Linked DNA regions of Zea mays: region 1 is linked to region 2. The links are chromatin contacts, called in public Hi-C maps. All regions are on one chromosome and are shown on one strand. The core of a region is the stretch at or near the end of the contact, and the rest is flanking DNA. Distances in the headings are between cores, read along the strand shown.

What was found. Hi-C and Micro-C count contacts between places; a contact is called where the count stands out from the background.
Region 1: a contact with region 2 is called in a Hi-C map of leaf, with 5 times the contacts expected there. The contact joins the promoter of LOC100501075 here to the promoter of LOC100284553 in region 2. A contact is called at or near these places in 4 of 25 Hi-C or Micro-C datasets (endosperm, leaf and root tip).

What each region holds. Positions count from the first base shown.
Region 1 is chr1:47,785,110-47,788,527 of Zm-B73-REFERENCE-NAM-5.0, forward strand. It overlaps LOC100501075 (long cell-linked locus protein), which reads left to right and starts at 1,863. Exons shown (of 1, transcript NM_001368223.1): 1 at 1,863-2,746. The coding sequence starts at 1,977. The coding sequence ends at 2,615.
Region 2 is chr1:47,637,720-47,640,967 of Zm-B73-REFERENCE-NAM-5.0, forward strand. LOC100284553 (peroxisomal biogenesis factor 11 family protein) reads left to right here and starts at 1,871. Exons shown (of 1, transcript NM_001157448.2): 1 at 1,871-2,965. The coding sequence starts at 2,014. The coding sequence ends at 2,742.

The DNA.
Region 1 (3,418 bases), core at 613-3,112, 150 kb after region 2:
TGTTGATGCAAATAAATGAGAATCCCACCAAACACCTAGCCATACAGGGTGAAATGGGTTATATGAGAGGTTTTGGTTATTGCAAAATGATTTAGATTAGTCCAATTCATGTTCTCTTGGACATATTGATCTTAGATAGGGCAACGACTGATGTGCAATCATGCAGGCTTTAGATGTAAGTGTGCAAGCCAGTCTTCTGGTCCATTAAATTATGATCTAACCATATATCACATTTAACACTTAAATCCTTTCACTAGAGCTCGCGAAGATTTATAAAAAAAGCTAACAAACAACAGTTATATCTAAGGTTGGATCATGATTCTAATGGATATTGCACGCTTACACCTAAAACCTGACTGCATAGTAGCTGTTGTCCTTAGATAATATGAATGACTCTAGAGTAGAGTACACAGAATATATAGACAAATTATTGAGGAGTAAAAAGATTCTAAAAATAATCTTTATGTAAATGAATCTCTAAACAATAATTTAAAGAGAATTTTAAAAAGTCTTTTAGATTAATCTAATTCGCCTCCTCTTGGACATATTGATAGTTTCATATACAGCGAATGATTCTTGAGTAGAGCATGCTGAATACAGAATGCTAGAAAAAATATTGAAGAGTAAAAAAAAATACAAAAATAATCTTTATGTGAATCAATCCTTAAATGACAATTTAAAAAGTAAATTTTAGAGATGTTCGGGTGTTCCTGCTATGGTGTTCTCGTGGAGTCGTAGTACATCCCGGAAATTGCGCTGGTTATCGACCCGGCGGGACGTCTTACCTAGTTACCTTTAATAAATGAAGAAACCACGAAGGCACGTAGTGGTACAGTGGCACTTTTCTCCCGAATGAACAGCTAGGTAGAGGTAAAGCGATTTGATTTTGACATCCATTTTATATTCCTAAAAAAGCGTAGCTTATGTTTAACAAGATCGTAGACTCCATCCACTGTAAATAGAGGGTACATCTCTCATTTTATACAATAATTATAGTAATCCTATTTTGAGATGAGATGCGCTAACAGTATTTTATATAAATATATAGCTTAATTTAAATCGGTGACTGGTCGAAGAACAAAATGTGTTTTTTTACACATGGAGTAAGTGATCTAACGCCATACTGTACCTCAGGGAAGCGGTTGGTAAAAAGGGGGGAAAAACATTCGATCCTGTAAATCGCCGGTCGTCGACTATGCATTACAGCTCATAACTGGCTGGCGAATTACTCAGATTACCAGGTACGAATCCAGTGAAGCAGCGCGGACTGACGAGTCTGCGTGCAGGCCGGAGCTACGGGCTACGGGCTACGGTGCGGGCGAAACGCAAAAAAAAACGAGGGGTGGATGGACAGTCTCCTCTCGGCTCCTGGGTCCTGGGCAAAACCGTGTGGGAAAAACCGAAAACGAAAACAGCTGCGAACTCATCCTGGGAACCCAGGAATTCGCTCGCCGGATCGAGCAAGGCCACGACAGGTGCGAGGCCCCCACGTTCATCACAGGTAATACAGCCACGGCCGGCTGGCCGCATCCCCGTGCCGCCGTCCTGCTCCTGCCCATCAAGCAGACGAAGCCAACGCCTCCGGGCTCAGTAGCATCCCGAAAATGTGAACCGGCAGGTCCGTGGGTGCCATAGCCACCTTCGTCCTGGCGAACGGGCCCCACATGCCACGCCCAATCATGTGCCTGCTGCCTCCAGCAGTCCAGTCCAGCTTAACGCGGGCGGCGCGAGCAGCTGCTAAACGCGTTCGCTTCCTCCTCCCGCGCCCGCGCCGCTGCAAACCGGAGCGCGCAAGCAACGCCAGCCAGCCGGGCAGCCCCCACAGCTCCTATATATATTCTCCCTCTCCCCCTGCTCGACTCATCTCGAACTCCGAAACAAAGCAATCACCCGAGCAAAGCAGTGCGGAGAGACGATCCAGCGGCATTTCGCATTCGACGAACGAAGCGCCGCCATCTGATCCGACACGCAGCGCAATGGCGGCGGGACTGAAGAGGCCGTCGTTCGGGACGCGGGCGTGGCGGCTGCTGCGGCTGGCGGTGCTGTGGGCGCGGAAGGGCGGCGCGGCGCACAGCCTGCGCCTGCGCCTGCTCCGCACGCTCCGCCGCCACGGCCACGGCCTCGCCGGCCTGGGCGGCGCGCGCGGCGACCGGCTCCGCTGCGGCGAGCGCGAGTACTCCATCGACGAGACGCCGGCGTTCCGGTTCCGCACCCCGTCCGCGCGCGTGCTCCGCCTCATCCCCTGCATCGCGCCGGCCGTGCCGGACACGCCGGGCCTCTACGGCGACGACCGCTACTTCTTCAGCGCCGCCGCCGCCGCGTGGGAGACGGGCGAGGGCGCCGGGTGCTGCTACGGCGACGTCGACGATGATGAGGAGGAGGACGACGAAGAGCCGAGCTGCTGCGGCGATGGCGAGATGCTGCTGGAGCGCGTGGTGGCGGAGGCCTGCCGCGCGAGCTCGGCCGGACGGTCGGTGGCAGCGGACAGCGGCGAGGACGCCGGGGTGGACGTCAAGGCGGACGAGTTCATCGCCAGGTTCTACGCGCAGATGAAGCTGCAGCGCCAGATCTCGTGGCTACAGTACAACGAGATGATGGAGAGGAGCATCAGCTAGATTTATTTCTTCGTTCATTCTTGCTTACTACTAGTACTACCAGCGATTGAGCTTGAGCTCTGTACATTTGCTCTAAAATTTCTTTTGTTGCTCCCAAAAATTATTATTACTACAATACATATACATGATACAATTTTTTTTCTTCAGTCCGCGTGTGAATCGGTTGATTTGGTTGTTACATGCACGTCTGTTTGTGCATTTCAATGTAGATTAGGATGCCACTAGATTGATCACTGATTGAATTTGGGCTGCTGCCTTTCTGGTTGTATACAGGTGTCCGCTTTACATAATTGCCTGAATGATGTGTTGTCCTTTGATAGTACTCTCAGTTTTGTTCGTTAGCGTTCATAATTAAATACAAGACGTACACCTGAACCATGACCATGTGCTACTGACGATTGGACTGTACGTGCTCCAGGGGTCTGAGACATTTTACGATCCTTGGGCGGACCTTCGACGGTGATTTGAGTATATTTTTCCATGTTTGGATACGAATTTCCCATTTACAAGGATTAGGATGAAGGAGATTAGGAGAGATTTTGACTTGCTAGACATTTGAACTCACTTAATCGCTGCAATATATATTTATATGGAATGAGATTAAAACAAATAGTCCTTATTAATAAGTTAGTGTTTGGTTTAAAGGATAGTATAAGGGGCTGGTCCAGTTTTATAGGTGTTTATTTTGGAGACAGCAGACAGAACACATAGCTTTCTTTCATAGAGAATACCTAAGACCGATCCAGGCATCCAGCAGAGCTCCTTCCGGAGTGCGTAAATGTCGCAGTGAAGTACGCCTCACA
Region 2 (3,248 bases), core at 621-3,120:
TAAGAATAGTTCAGCTAGATGTTGTCATTGTTTTTCTATTTACTAATAAATATATATTATTTGTAGCTGATCCACAATTTGGAAGCGATGCATGCGGGAAACCAAACCTGTTTCTGAGGCAGGAAGAAATAAGCAGCTCTTCTTTCCGGTTGGAACGGATGAAACTAAGATTTTGAAATTACAACCTTCATGTGTAATATTACAAGAAACTAATTGTTTTTCTGATGTTTATGATTTTGGTCCTTCATTTCTGTTCAGAAAGTTTATCCATTTGCCTTAGTTCTTATAGTTGGATCTGATTTTCCCTGTGCTATTAGTTTGTCTTATGAACTGCATTTGTCGAATTGTCTTGTTTGTGTCTATGGTTCCTTACAGTTTATTGCTTTTTATATTTATTTCTATCAAAGGTAAAGGGTATTGATTGTGCAACATACTTAAGTTGTGATGACCAAAGTCACCTGGATATGGCTCTTGGATCTTACCATGGAGTGCGACAAATTACTGAAATGGTGCAGAAACCAATGGCTGATTTCAGGCAATATCCTACCAACTGAAGGCCTCATGATTCAGATATCTTCTTTTCCTACCGTTTTGATCAAATGGATTTTAAACTATAGTTTGTTTGTAAACATTTATAGTAAAGTCATCGAAGATGGTGTATTGTTTTTCTCGTGTCATGTCACTTGTAGCTATGAAGTATCTGTTTGTGAAACTTTAATTGCTACTATTTAAAATGCTGTTAGTCGTGCATTCTTTGGTGCAACAGATACGAAACTAATAGAATAACTGCCTTAAGAATTTTAGTATGAAACGGACTATAACATTTTATAATGTGTTAAAGAAATGTTTGTCTTTTGTAGTTGTTTTATTTGTACTATAAGGTCTGATATTTATTTTTCAAAGAAGAAATCGCCCCCTCTTCTTTTATATGCTGAAAAGCTTAGGCAAGTAATGTCAGGTAAATATTTGAGCAAGTGATGCTATATTTTAACTTAATAGATACACGCACATTTATATGGTACAATGTTGTAAGTCTTATATAAAATCTTAATAAAATTATTTAATTGAATTATTTTTTTATAACATGAACCAAATCATCTTACATACATGCGTGTTTATCATTGTAACTCGAGGTCACTAAAGTAGTAGATTGTGAATTATAACATTCTCCGCGTTTGACACATGTCTTGTTCTGTTGAATCGAGTATTCGACCAATCGACCTTTTTGTCTGGCCTGTGGCTCCGCTGGGATCTTGTTAGGTTACATGAAGATCGAAGGAGAATTTTTTATTTAATTTTGACTAGCAAAATATCAATCCTTTCAATCTACTAAGGCCTTAGTTTATTTCGGATTATAATAATCCAATAGGTAAACAAATATATAGATTATAAGTTTAGATTATATAATCTAAAGCCCAGATTATGATAATATCATAATCTCGCGTATTTAAGATTATTTTGACAAAAGACTCACCACCTATGGTTATATAATTAGAAATTACAATATATACAATCCTTCTCTCCTCACCTCAAATAAATAAACAAGGGTATTATTATCTTTATGAATAATCTATATTTGTATAATTTAGACTACTAAACAACTACATATAAATTATAATATATCTAGATTATAATATATATTATATAATCTAGATATATCTAGATTATATAATATATAGGGAAATTTGGATTCATACCATTAAAAGATCACCACTTTGGATTCATACCATTACTATCTCACTTACATGTGGGTCCACATGAGTCAATGACATGTGGGGTCCATGGTATATATCTAAAGTTTAGATCTTTTAATGGTATACATCCAATTATTCCTAATATATAAGTTGAAATGATCGACGCCGTCCTCTCGACCCGAACCAGGACGAAATCCCCAATCCCCAGACGTTGATACGAGTATACGAGGCCGCATCAAGCACGCAATCGCCGTCAGCTCGGTCTACGGCCCCGTACCGGTATTCCACCGCTTGCACGCCAACGCGAACGCCGGCCGCCATGGCCTCCTCTGAGTCTCCCAATACCGCGCCTGCGGCCGCGGCCGTCGCTTCCCAACCGGCCCGCGATTTCCTCGCCCACCTCGAGGCCTATCTCGCCCGCCGCGACGGCGTCGACAAGCTCCTCAAGATTTCCCGCTACGCCACGCGCCTCGCGCTCGCCGCCGGGCCCCCGCTGCCCCCCGGCGCCTCCGCCCGCCTCAAGTCCTTCGAGTCCAGCGTCGGCCTCAGCCGCAAGGCTTTCCGTCTCGGCAAGTTCGTGCAGTCCCTCAACGCCCTCCTCGCCCACCCGCACCCTCCCCCGTCCCTCGCGCTACTCGCCTACGGCGGTGAGGGCGTCTACTACTTCGTCGAGCAGTTCGTCTGGATCGCCAAGGCCGGGCTCCTGCCTGCGCACCTTCTTCCGCGCCTCCAGCGTCTCAGCGCCTGGGCTGAGCTGCTGGGCTACGTCGGTTCCATTTTAATTAAGCTGGAGGAGGTGGCTAAGATCGAATCTTCGATAAAGAAGCGGCTCGTGAAGGACTGTGATAAGGAGAGCGAGGCGGTGAAGACTATGCAGGGTAAACTGCTGCTGAAGCGGATGTCAGTGGTGCAGGACGTGGCGGATGCCGTCATGGCTCTGGGAGACGTCACCGATGGCAAGGGTTTGCTCGGGAGCTCCACGCTGATGGCAGCAGCTGGACTGCTCTCGGCGTTGATCAGCACGCATAAGAATTGGAATTCTTGTTGAAGCCTGGAGGTACATGTTATAGATAGCACATCATATAATGAAATAAAGCTCTGATTATAGCGATAACTAAGAGTTTCCTCTGGAAATATGGATGCTCCTAAAACTGATACCAGGTCCTCTGGGGAATGAATGAAGTTTATTCTTATTCATTTGGTTGGACCAAGGAATCTTGTGTTTTTTCAGCCATCTTGATCATTCAATAATTTTTTTGTTCTTAAAAGTATATCTACTGCTGCGGTGTATGATTGAGTTCAGCTAAGATGATCTTGCTTTTCTCCAACCCACTTTTACAGTGTAGTGTTTTGCTTCATCTTCATAGTTCTCAAATCAAAAGCATTGTGGTTGAGTCTCACCTGCAACCTTGAGCTATCCATGTCAAATTAATTTTGAGCACCAAGATGCACGGTCTGTTCTCCATATATCAACTTAGCCATCATAATCTGCTTCTCATGAACAAAAAATAAGAAATACAGAGTACATTCAGATTCCTAAATAAGGAATAGTTT